Regions from separate parts of the Mus musculus genome. Here region 1 is linked to region 2. The links are chromatin contacts, called in public Hi-C maps. All regions are on one chromosome and are shown on one strand. The core of a region is the stretch at or near the end of the contact, and the rest is flanking DNA. Distances in the headings are between cores, read along the strand shown.

The links. Hi-C and Micro-C count contacts between places; a contact is called where the count stands out from the background.
Region 1: a Hi-C map of cerebellum shows a contact between it and region 2, with 2.4 times the contacts expected there. The contact joins two enhancer-like sites. A contact is called at or near these places in 3 of 484 Hi-C or Micro-C datasets (the N1E-115 cell line, cerebellum and cortical neurons) and 1 of 9 other capture datasets (embryonic stem cells).

The regions. Positions count from the first base shown.
Region 1 is chr12:29,343,929-29,350,688 of GRCm38.p6, forward strand. No RefSeq gene overlaps it. Among named protein-coding and RNA genes, the nearest start is that of Gm31650, 92 kb to the right of the region's middle. Within about 2 kb of position 4,528, at least 14 of the 459 cell types and tissues checked have an H3K27ac peak or open chromatin away from gene starts, as enhancers often do. A contact at or near this core is called in cerebellum, where this site is marked.
Region 2 is chr12:28,599,102-28,605,367 of GRCm38.p6, forward strand. It overlaps Colec11 (collectin sub-family member 11), which reads right to left. Exons shown (of 7, transcript NM_027866.2): 4 at 1-14. Among named protein-coding and RNA genes, the nearest start is that of Allc, 20 kb to the left of the region's middle. Within about 2 kb of position 3,185, at least 25 of the 459 cell types and tissues checked have an H3K27ac peak or open chromatin away from gene starts, as enhancers often do. A contact at or near this core is called in cerebellum, where this site is marked.

The DNA.
Region 1 (6,760 bases), core at 3,278-5,777, 750 kb after region 2:
TTTTTTCTTAATGTCTGTGCATAATGTGATATGTGTGCAAGTGTGTTGTGGGTGTGTGTATACATATGAAAGCCAGTGGTTTGTCTCAGGTGTATTTTTTTTTAATGGCACTCCATATTATATGTTAACACAAGATCTCTCACTTGAACTCAGAGGCTACTGCTTAGGATAATGTAGCTAGCCTCGTAGAGCATTCAGCATTTATGTAGGCCCTGGGGAGCTACACTATACTTCTCAGGCACAGCCAGCACGTTACCCACTGAACCATCTTCTCAGGCACCCAGTTAGTATTCAATTGTCAATACTTCTTTTGGAGATACTTTTTCTTTTAAGCCTGGACCATTCTTATCAAGCTTATTTCAAATTTTATAATAGCCTGTGAATTTACTTTGCTGATGTGAACACATTTATTATACACAACACATGGCCATTCAATGGCCACTCTCAATAACAAATTCCACCTTGGTTCCGCTTTCTTATAATAGGTAAATAATTGTTCAGTATGAGACCCTCTTACTGCGTGAGCAGTTTTTCAAGCCTTATGGTGATTGTCTTTTGTAATCACCCTTCTGAGCACCTACTAAGTGTTGCCATGGCGCTGGGTGATGGATCATTTAGAAGGTATACCTACTAAGCGCTGATGTGTGGTAGCTGATTCAGTGGATGTCAGTTATGCCTCCTAGCTCGGCTCACTGCAGGGCCCTAGAGAACTGAGTGGAGGTGATACTTGGGAACTGGGGGTACATTAGAGTTACTGTGTCCTCGGAGGAGCAAGTGTGATGTCATTGCTGGGAATCTGGGGCTTCAAATATGCACTCCTGGCTGCCAAGGGAACATACCAGGCCAGGAATTTATATGGCAGCCCTGGTGGATACTTTTCAGGGAAGCTAAGTTTCCTGCTGGGTGCTGCAACCCCTGAACTTTGAGCCCTTATTACAGACATGGAGTCCATCACAGTGCTGAATCTATAGCTGCAGCTCATAGGTCGCACCCTTTGACCCCGGCTGCCTGGTCCATGAGGATAAGAAGGTACCAGGTGAGCAGCTCACACACTCACATTGGTACTGGTTGTTCCGATGATTTGTCCCTGAGACAGACTCCCTTTCCTGTTGGGGGGCATCATTTGGAAATCCCTTTACATTATGAGATTCCCAGGACACAGGAAAGCCACTTGTCTCCTCCAGGAGGGTTCCTTCCATTCAGGGAAAGGTAAGGACTTGATAGGGACACAATTCTTTCCCATGATGCAAGATCTGAGGAAACAGAGCTTACTGCCATCTTCTGGCATTGTTTCATCACTGACTACTCACCCCAGGCCTTGGTCCTGATGGTGTGAGTACCACATACAGTTCCTTGCTTTCAGGTGACCATTTAGAGTTATGTACCTCCAGCATCTACAGGGATGGAGACGCTTTGACATAATTCTCAGGTCCCTTCCAGGCAGTAGAAGACATACCCTGGGTCAGTAAGGCACAAGGTTACTATCAGAGATGGAATATGTGGTTGTAGGTAGTGCCAGAGCTTCTGGGGTGTATACTGGCTCCGGACTGCCCCATCTGTTCTAGGATGCCTTCCTCCCTGTTAAACTCTGACTGTGTGTGTGCATGCACCTAGTTATTGGCACAACAGAGATTCATTCTGGGTTTTTAGAGACCTCCAACATAAAGTCCACAGTACCTGGACTATGTAGCTTCTACAAATCCTTCAACATGCTCCAAATTCCTTGAGAGATGGGACCTCAAGTCACAGCCTTTCATCTTTGTGCACATACCATCTTCCAGCTTCCATGTTAATGAAGGTTAAATATAAATTCTGTACATTTTAATAAAGTTTAAATATAAATGTTGCCATAGCTTTTCCTTGCCAATTTTATTGAAACAGCATTCAATAATGCTGCTGAGATAGAGCATGATATTTAAAATATTATCTAAAATGAATGAACAGAACACTCTAGGAAACACAGGTGCAGCAGACTTTAGGGCTCTGTCCACAGTACTGTCAGGTTCTACGACTAAGGGGACAGTACTAGATGTTTGCTTGACTTCGTTAGAGTGCTCAGTGTGCTGTGTGCTCTCAGACTGTTCACTCTCAGAGCTGTGAACAGATCTGAAGGCATACCCTGGGTCAGTAAGGCACAGGGTTATTATCAAACAGAGATGGAGTGTGTGGTTGTGGGTAGTGCCAGAGCTTCTGGGGTGCACCCAGGCTCCCCAGTGACCCATCTGTACACCTAAAAAAGGCCACACACCCATCTCTGCTGCCAGTGGGGCTATTAGCATCCACTGCAGTGAGAATGTAAAGTTCCACAGCCACTTTGGGAAGTAAGCTGTCAGTTTCCTAACACTATATATGTAATCTGTTTGTTCTCTGCCTTGGTATTTCCCCAAGAGATAAGAACACCCCCTTGTGTATTCAAAGACCGGTGCACAAATGTTCAGAGCAGCACTACCTGTAATAGTAAAATGAAATCTGGAAGCAAATCTGTAAAGACAAATCGATGAGGACCAGCTGATTAGCGTGAAGCCATGGTGATACCACTTTTGAGCATACCTTGTGACAGACATAAGGTAAAAATGATCAGCCATGAAGCTGGATCAAGTTTATTTCAAGATGCCACCTGTGTAATTAATTTTTTTCTTTTAAATTAAGGTCTCATGTAGCCAAGACTGCCCTCCAACCCACTATGCACCCAAGAAGAATTTGAACTTCTGATCATTCCTCCTCCACCTCCCAAGGGTTCATATAACACTCTTAAGCGTATGAGATACTAGCAATTGAACCCAGGGCTTCATGCATGCTTTTCAAGATCGCTACCAACTCAACCATAGCACCAGGACTAGTTTTATTCTGATTTTTAAGTTATAATATCTAACACATTGAGGAGGAAAAACCACAGCATTCTCATATATACCCTTGACATTAGTGTTAAGTGTTTGAGCTCATCTGAAGTACAACTGGTGAAGAGCATCCAAAAACCTACCCCTGTAACCTTGGGTCATCTCAGAATCTCATGACCCCTTGGGCAGGGTCATGTTTGCCCAAGACAGGCTTGCATGTGTGGGCTCTGAAATATTCAAAATGTTATTCAAAATAGTGAAAAAATTTAAAAGCTACTTAGTACAACATTAAGAAATTTATCAAATCATTTTGAGCCATGCATTCTCTCTGTGTGTGTCTCTGTTTCCCTTTCTGGATTAGGGTCTCATTCTACAGCTGAGTGTAGCCCTAAATTCTTGATCCCATCTCAGCTCCCCCAGCTCTGACATGAGTCAGGGCTCAGTGAGAAGATCAGGGCTTGGAGTTTAAGTATTCAGGATCACATGCAGACTACATTTCCCCCTACCGTTCCAATGACCTAGTAGCAAACAGCCAATCTGTGAGATACAGTGGCAGAAGGGCCAAACCATATCCTCATTTAAAGGGCTGGTTGGCATTTGTTCTCCAAAGCTCATAGTCCAGAGCACTTGTACCTATGCCTCCATATCCATCCTTGGCCCTCCCCAAATTCCAGGATAGGCTGCAGCACATCCCATTCCTTTCATTCTGTCAAGTGCGTGTACAGACCTCTTCATTAGTGTCTGGGTTTCCTTTCGTAGGAAGAAAACTTGCCAGTGGCCACTGCCTAGCATTCTGGGAGCTGGGAGCCTCCCTTGCTTCCTCTGTCCCTGTGACCAGAAGCTGCCTCCCCCCCCCCCACACACGTGTACCCCAGCAGGTCACTGAGTCAGAGAGCAGTGAGCAGAGCTGATCTTTCCTTGGGAGTTTTGATCACATGCTGGAGGGAACTTGGCCTGGGTGGATGTTTTCCTGCTCTGTGCAGTAACTGTTGCCATAGCAGAAAGTGTAAGGCATACTCTAAAAGACTGTCAAAGAACAGCAGGGATGACCATTGGCAGAGAGCCTGATGGTATGCTGAAATCCTGGTGGTTGCCTTGTCTAGAACATGGTCTGCTGAGCCATAGGCCCTGTTTCTACCAGTTCCTTCAGCCGATGTACTTCTTGGTTGACCCCAGAACCATTGGTTCACATCTCTTCATGCCTCCCATTTCTTAGTCTCTTCTTCTTCCTCTTCCTACCCTCCTCCCACCCCTCTTCCTACCTCCTCCTACCCCTCTTCCTCTTCCCACTCTTCCTCCCACCACTCCTCTTCTTCCTACCCTCTTCCCACCCTCCTTCCACTCCTCCTCCTCTTCCCACCCTCCTCCCACTCCTCCTCCTCTTCCCACTCTTCCTCCCACCCCTCCTCCTCTTTACCCTCTTCCTCTGCTTCCTTTTTTTCCTCCTTTTCCTCCTACCTATTGTTTTGAGACAGAGTCACTGTGGCCTCAAACTCATCATCCTCCTGCCTTGGTTTCCCAAGTGCCATGGGGTTCTACCTGCTACCTGATATCAACTGTCCTTTCATAGTTACTGCAAGGCTGGCTGTTGGCTTCTTATGAATAAAATCAGCCCTTCTTTCCAGTACCCTAATTAAAAGTAGGTAACAAGCTCTTGGAGAGCTAAGGCATGCTGGAGTCACTGCACCAATTACTGTGATTTCTCCTACTGTCTCCTCCACTGCCTGACAAGCTGAAGTCACTGACAGCAAACGATTATACCTGAAGATCCAGATACTTGCTCCATGCAGGTGGGGTGGGACAACGTGTGACTTTGACAAAGTCCACTGTCTATCTAGATAAAGAGCTAGCCAGGTCACCCAAGCAGCAAACTGCTAGCATGTGCAGGCGACCTTGGTGCACTCTACCTCCACATCAGACCAGGTTGATTTAGGGACCAGTTGGTGGCAGTACCAGCCAAAAGGAACATATGCAAAATGAATTAGGTGGTTAGTCTGCTCCGAAGACATCCAGGTCCCTCCCAAGTTGGATCAGTGGCCAGAGGAGGTAGCCAAGCAATTCTGAGATAAGGAGTGGGCAGCCAGCTCCCACTAGTAAGCCAGCCGCTCCCTTCTTCAGCAGCTGTGGCTGCCATGTGGCTATTTGTGTCTGTGCCAGGCTTGAGCAGGTTGCAAAGTGGGTCCTGGATAATGTGACTCCAAGGACACTTTCCTGCAGTGACCTCATACTCTCCTTGTGCTCAGGCTCCTTCCATATGGTGCTGTCAGTCTCTCTCTCTCTCTCTCTCTCTCTCTCTCTCTCTCTCTCTCTCTCTCTCTCTCTCTCTCTCTCTCAGAAACACACACACACACATGCACACACACACAACCTTCATATTCATACATGTGTGCAGGCTCTTGGGTTTCATCGTGTGCTGCCATTATGCAGGCTCTATGTGGCCGCTTGCCCATGGAAAGAAGCATTACCTGGCTGCCCCACACGGGACCGAATAGAAATGGCTTTTCATTCCATCCTGACCTTCTCTGGGGAGCCGCAGGGCCTGTGGCTGGCCTGCTCATGTTAGCTAGTTTATCTTCTCTGCTTGGGCAGGCTGGGACAGGAGCCAGGCTGACCCCTTCTGCAAGCAGCCAGACGGCAGGAGTGAGCATTACTCCTCTGCAAGAAGATTCCAAGAAATGGTGCAGCTGGTGTCATTAGCATCCCGGGGCAGAGCTGGCATCCTATCTCTCCTTCCTCCCAGGGTCTGTCCTTAATGGCAGTGAAAAGGAAGAAATGTGTTCATCAAGACACCCAGGGAAAGAAGGCTTGGGAGGAGTGCCCAGCAAGGGCAGTCCCCGGGAAGCTTAGGGGTAAACATGATAAGGTGTGAGCTGGTCTCACTTCCTCAAAATGAACTGGCCCAAGTAAAAGTTCCTGTCCTAATTCATAGTCAAGAAACGCCTCCTGCCCCACTCCCTTTTCTGTCTTGTCTTCATCCCCAGGGGCCTCCTCTCTTTTCTTCATCTGCTGATAGCCCAGGCACTCTGATAAATGATGCCTCACCCTGGGCTTGCTTCTACACTTTAGTGTTAAGTGGACTAATAAGATTATGGGAAGAAAGCTATGGACACCAATTGTTCTATTTCATACAAAGGAATGTCTTATGTACACTCCTGCATAGAGCATACCCCACACTGGTGATAAAGGACTTCTGGGTCCCACTGTGGGAAGTCAAGGGCACCCACATCCTCATTATGGGCCAGGGTTTGCCATATTCCTTCTCTGAGTATATTTCTGCTTTGTATCCCAGAATAGGCCCAGCAGACTCCACAGCTGCTAAATGCTCACGTTCATGCTCACCTTCATAGGTCCTTGCGTGTGGTCAGTGTCTTCCATTCACTTCGAATAGCATGACAGAAAGACCATACCCTCCTGATTTCTTCATCAGACCTCTCTCAGTTCCATGGCCTGTCAGGTGGAGGAAGACTGGAGGTTTCATGGTGGGCACAGCCTGTTGTGATGTCCTTGCTTGGAGTTTGGCACCTATTGTCATTTGACTTGTCTTTAATTGTTCTAATTGTGGATTGGAGAAGACAAGCAGGTCAGTCATTGTCAATATCTGTGAGTTCATTATCTCGGCCACCCCGCACATGTGCCTTGCCCATTCCTGGAGCGGGTGCCTGTGAGCCTGGGCTCTTGGCTAGAGGCCTCAGGCCTTGAGTCCATGAGATAGAAGCCACAGATATACAACACTTCTGTCCACAGGACTCCCTAAGCAATGGCTCCAGCCATTGCCACTGTTTTGTACTGAAAAAGCTTCATTCTGTTTAAGAACACAAGCAACTCTATCTGACGACAGTCACTGCAAGTCAAGTAAACTTCAAGACCTTGATGGTTGCAGGACTTGAACTGCAGAAGACCTGGGTGGGGGTAAGCCCCATCCC
Region 2 (6,266 bases), core at 1,935-4,434:
GTCCCCCATGTCTCCTGTAGAAAAGAATAAGGTCAAAGTTGATTGATGCACTATTGATCTTACATGCCCCTTCATCACCATCTCTCTCTCTCTCTCTCTCTCTCTCTCTCTCTCTCTCTCTCTCTCTCTCTCTCTCTCTCTCTTTCACACACACACACACACACACACACACACACACACACACGATTAAATACCCCTCCCCTTCCCCATCACAAATGCACAGGCAATCTGACACACCTCCTCATCTCTATCAGATAGTGTGCACATGTGATCTGGCATGCCTACTCCTCCACATCATCTATGTGAGGATGATCTTATGTGCTTCCTCCTCACCATCACACATATGCACACATGCACACAAGAAGAGACGTCACAAAAATACAGGTTCTTCAAGGGCACACATATTACAGTCACAGGATGACTTCTCACAGATAGCCTGCTGGTTTTGTTTCCAAAGGAGAACATAAGTCACTCAGGTGGCAGAAAGGAGGCAACCAGCACTCCTGAGTCACTCAGCTAAAGCTAACTCTCCTCTGAGCCAGGATCAGGAAGGGCAGGTCCCTGTCCTGTATCCTAGTTCAATTGTGTCTCCCAAGCTTGTTCTCACACCCAAACTAAAAGCATCCTGGGCTGGATGCTCTTGGGAACAACAAAGCCCTAGGCACCTCTGGTTGCGTTTGAAGGTGGCTCTGCAGGAGACAGATACCACCGGGGAGATGCTACCAGAATGTTCTCTACATGCCTTAAGACTGCTTCCTGTCAGCAAGAATTCGCTCCAGTCACACAAGGCCTCCATCCCTTCTGCTACCCCTCATCCATTGCAAGATGGAGCAGTAGCTGGCCTTACCTGGTCCCAGAGAACACTAATCACTGGAATAAAGCTACACATCTAAGACCAGCTATTCTCTCCCAGATCCACCACAAACCAAGGCAGAAGACATTTCTCAGTGCTGTGTCCTTCCCTGAGTACCCTTGCTTCCTCTGTGGTGCCCTCATAACTTTCTGGGACTCTCACTGGTGAGACACCAAAGCACAAGTAGAAAGCAAGCACACAGCGAAGCGCTGAGGAAGAGACAGGCACCAACTTCACCATGGAAAGGTTCATGGGTAGTCAAGATGCCGTGATCTTTTAATCTTCTGTTGCCCCTAGGGTCACAAAGACAAATGGAAGCTCTCTCAAGACAGACAGGAGGGAGAACTGTGCTGTGTGCTGATGAAGCACCTGATAACCCAGCACTTCCCAGAGGGCCTGCTCATACAGAGTGGGTAGAGTGTTCCCTCAGTGTAGATCAGAGGGAGTCCAAAGGACAGAGCACTGGCTCCATTAAGCCACAGCTGACTGGAAAACACACCATCCATGGGAAGAGCATGAGAACAAAGTCCTTGCCTGCAGAGCACATCCATGCACACAGATTCTCCTTTACCGCTTCTAAAACGGATTCATTGCACAGAGGCAGTTCCAAGATTAAGTGACTCAACCTGGTTGGACTCTGAAAGTCCAGCAGAACCATATCAAGAGCCATGATCTGCTGATTTGAAAACCATTCTACTCTCCTGGTGCCAGGAGGTGATGGGTAAAGTCTCTGTGGGCGGAAGAGCAGAACAAGCCACTGATCCAGCAGGGTACAGAGTATGAGTTGAGGGCACAGGGGACAATCCAGCAATTGCAACCTAGGGAAGAGGTACAACTGATACATAGGAAAGAGGCCCTGAAGTGGCCCAGGCCAGGGGCCCTGACCCATCTGGAGGCTGTGGAGGGGATTTGAGAGGCTATAATGCATCCATGAAGCAGTGGGGCCCACTAGAGAGTCAGGAAGAGGGGAGAGAGTGAGATTCTTGCTTGGGAAACCTGGCCGTGATTGAGAAAAGGACAAGGCAAGCACAGAGGCCAGCCGTGGCTAGCTAGACAGCATCTAGGAGACAGAAAAGAATCTTCCTAACTGGCAAGTGTCTGGGAGTTGACAGCACCTCAGTGTTGGGATATGAGGCGAGGTCAAGGCTTCCAGCCTGAGTACTCAGGTGCAGAGTGGGTCATCCTAAAACCAGGAAAGCCAGAGAGGGTATCCTGTGCCCTCTCTGTGGAAGAAAGGCTGTGGGTGTAACATGGGGGCAGAATACGGCTTGACGCCGGTAAAGAAGGAATCTAGAGGGATCAGAGGGCACCAGAAAAGATGGGAGGCAGGCTTAGTAGCAACTCCGTGAAGCCCTACAGGGGGCACAGGGAGGGCATTCAGAAGAAAGAAAGGCTGAGACCAGGGCAGGGAGCAGCAGACCCATCAGGACATCAGTCAGCGCCTTGATCAATGAGTTAAAGAACAGGAAAAGAAGGGGAGACTTTAGCAATTGTGCCTAATCTTTTGAAATCCCAAGACTCCTCTGACATCAGTGTAGTTCATGCTAGACCATGCAATTGGGTTTTTAAGGAAATCACAAAAAAATAGCTAACGTTTTAATGAAGCTGTCTTTGGCTGCATGGAGCATGGGCACTACAGATTGGACATGCCAGAATGACCCACTGAAGCCCCACCATGGAGGTGGGGACAGAGCAGCTCCCCACATGCAGGAGTCAAGGTTCAGCTTACCCATCTGCCACCTGGGGACTCTTCCCCCGCCCCAACCCCACTTCATTGCTCTTGTGTATAAAGAACAGACAGGTTTGTCATCCCAAAACTCAGGCTTGCCACATGTCTAGACAGACAGAGCCTGGGTAGATGGATCCTAGAAAGTGAAAACCAAAGAAAGACCATCTCCCACTAAATGCTCAAAACCCTGGGAGACCTATTGCCTACTACCAGGAGGCTGGCGGGATTGAGGCTCCTGAGTGTGCAGGCAGAACCTGTTGTGTGCTGTGTAGGAAAGGATGGGAAGGGATCCAGAGGTCTCTGGTCCACTGTGGGATTGCTTCCCTTTGAAGCATCTAACTGGTTCAAGGCTGTGGTAGAGGAAAAGTTATACCACCCCTCTGTCTTCTCAGCCTTCCAGCCACACAAGGGATAAGAAAGTTGGATCCCTGAGGCAACAGGCAGATAGGATTAAGGGGCTCAAAAATCCCTGGAGGAAAAACACCTGCATCTCAAATGCCCCAGGGTGATTTTGTTTTCTTTCCTGCAAAACCCCCACCTTAACATAACAATCAATTAGCACTCTATTGTCCTAGGACTGAGTGGGTGCAGCAGAGTCCAGCATGAGTCTGGCTGTCATAAAACAGCCGCAACCTGAGGCTGATTTGAGAACACTTGGCTTCAGCCCATCCCTCGCAGCCCAACAGGAGCAGAGATTCAAAGCTGTTGCTGACACTTGGCTCCTGGTACCAGCTGGCACCACACTCAGCTCCTGTCCTTGGAGAAGTGCACGTGCCAAGCCCCTACCATCAGGGAACACAGGAACTAAGGGCAAGTGTGGAGAATGGGGCACGGTGGAGCCAGCAGCAACTCAGCACAGAGGATGTGAAGGACACAGGGAGGCAGAGTCTGGAGCCCTAGAAAGCAAACACTGCCAGCTGGCCTGGGTAGGCAGCAGCTTGCAGCCTTTAGGGGGCCCCTTGGGCCCCTGAGTGCTGGACAATGCACATAGCATTGATGCCATTGGTTTAAGATGTGCAGAGGTCTGGGGAGAAGAGGAGTGAGACAGCCCTGAGTCTGCACATCCTCTCTGACCTTACGGAGCTGAGTAACCCCGGACAAGTTGTTTAATCTCTCTGAGCCTTTGTTTCCACCTCTGTAAACCTGGAGTCTGGGGCTGGGGTATAGATTAGTTGAGAGAGCACTGGCTAACGTGCTCAATGCTCCAAATTCAATCCCCCAGTATGGTGTAAACTGGCACAGTAGCACATGCTTGTACTCCTAGCATTCGGGAGATATGTGTAAGAAACCCAGCAGTCCAAGATCATCCTTGACTATATATAATTTCAGGACCAGCCTGGACTACATGAAACCCAGCCTCAGAAAAATAAAAATGTAAGCTGGATACGGTGGCTCACATCTTTAATCCCAGCACTTGAGGAGCAGAGGCAGATAAAACCCTGCGAGTTCAAGACCAGCCTGGGTCTTCATAGTTAAGGTTCAAGTGAGCCAGAGCTATAGAATGAGATAGAATGAGACCCTACCCCAAAATACATACAAGAGGTTGGAGCGATGACTTAGTGGTTAAGAACACTGGTTGCTTTTACAGAAGACCTGGGTTCAGTTCTCAGAATCCACATGGCAGCTCACACCATCTATAACTTCAGTTCCAAGGAATCTGATATTTTCTTCTGGAAACAGGCACACATATGGAATGGAGAGAGAGAGAGAGGGGGGGAGAGAGAGAGAGAGAGAGAGAGAGAGAGAGAGAGAGAGAGAGAGAGAGAGAGAGAGAGTGTGTGTGTTCAAGAAAAATACTTAAATACATAAATGAACTCTTTTGTAAAGTAAGAAGCTAAAATCCTGTGGTAAAGGATTTTGAAAGAAAACACCCACAAATAAGCCATTTGTCCTCTCTCCCAGTGACCACCCCAATGCCTGACAGCCTTGCTCAGTGGCTCTGTGCCACCACAGAGCTTGGCTCAGTGGCCCCTGTGCTGGGTCTACACCTATGAAACAGGGTTGGCAGCATGCCCCTAGTTGGATGCTAGAGAAACAGGCACACCACCCAGAACTGCACCTGGCACATAGCAGGTGGGACACACATGTCCCCAGCAACAATCATTCATCATCACATGCAGAGTCACTCATGTGTCTGGATGTGTGGCAGCCTCTATAGACAGCCCCAAGGGCCCTGTGCACGTGCACCTGCAGGTTAACACACTCCCAAGTGACTGATGGGTACCAAAGCCAGCTAGGACGGGCTTAGACATGGCTTCTTTCAGTCTGCCTGAGAGTCCACCACCACTCACCACCCAATCCTTGAAGGCAGAAGGAACAAGTGAGGGGCTACAGTGAGGTGTATGGCACCCCCAGGGTAGGTCTGTTCCCTTCTCCAGCCTTAAGAAACAAATGCAGACACTTCTCATATGCTGTGCCAGGATAGTACATTCACATGGGTGACTAAGTCCAATGCTGTGTATATATATTCGTGTGTATGCATGTGTATATATATATATTATATATATATTATATATATATATACTTACACACACATATATATATATTTACATATACACATACACATATACATACACATTTGGCTAGGCTGGCTATGCATCCTCAACACTGGACTTACACATTGGCGCCACTGTGTCTGACTTTTTCACATGGGTTCTGGGCCTTAACTCAGATCCTCGCACTTGCATTGCACGCGCTTTGCTGACTGAGCCACATCCCAGCCCCTCACTTCCACTTTTGGATGAGCTAAGCAGTCATTCTAAAAAGTCTGGGCTGAAGTCCTGCTCTGCGGGACCTGAGAATAGAATCTTTAAAGAGGCCCATGGGTATTCACGGAGGTCAGACCCTGATCCAACAGTGCTGGTGGCATTCGAAGAGGAAACACTGGGTGTGCACAGAAGACAGGCTGCATGGAGACTCGGGGGAAAGAAAGGGCAGCTGTCTGCAAGCCATGGAGAAAACAGCCCTGCCCTATCTAGGTCTTGGATTTCCAGTCTCAATGAAACAAATCGCCATAGTTCAAGTCCTAGTCGGTGGCTCTCCACAGCAGTACCAGTGTAGAGAAAATATCTTGTTTCTGTAAGGATGTGACACCTGCCAATTATAAATCTTTAGTGTATAGGCAAGAAATAGAAGGTGGAAGGCAGGAGGGATTCTGGGATAGTGTCAGGCAGTAGATTTACCCGGAAGATGTGATGAGACAGACACATGGTACCTGAGCACAGGGAACAAGCCACGAGCCAGTGGGTAGATTAGAATAAGTGGATTATTTTAAGTTATGGTCTAGTCATAGAAGAGCCTAGCTATATGGTCATGGTAGTTGTAAATGTATTTTGAGTCTGAGTCTTATTTCTGGGAGCACGGGGCAGGAAGAACAACCTAACTTCTACAACAAGATGACTGACCCAGTTGTCTTTTGCTTCAACACAGAAGCAAGTTACAAAATGGAGGTGACTTCCACAGGTCACACAGTGAACCAATGAATACCATTGTCCATGATTCTAAGCACAAACTAGATGCAAACAGATCCAAGTCCCAGGGCTCCATTCACAAGAGTTGTGGCTGGCTTGGAACTCACTGTGTAGACCAGGCTGGCCTTGAACTCATGGGGATTTACCTGCCTCTGCCTCCTAAGTGCTGGGACTAAAGATGTGAGCTGCCACATCCAGCTTCACTTTCACACAG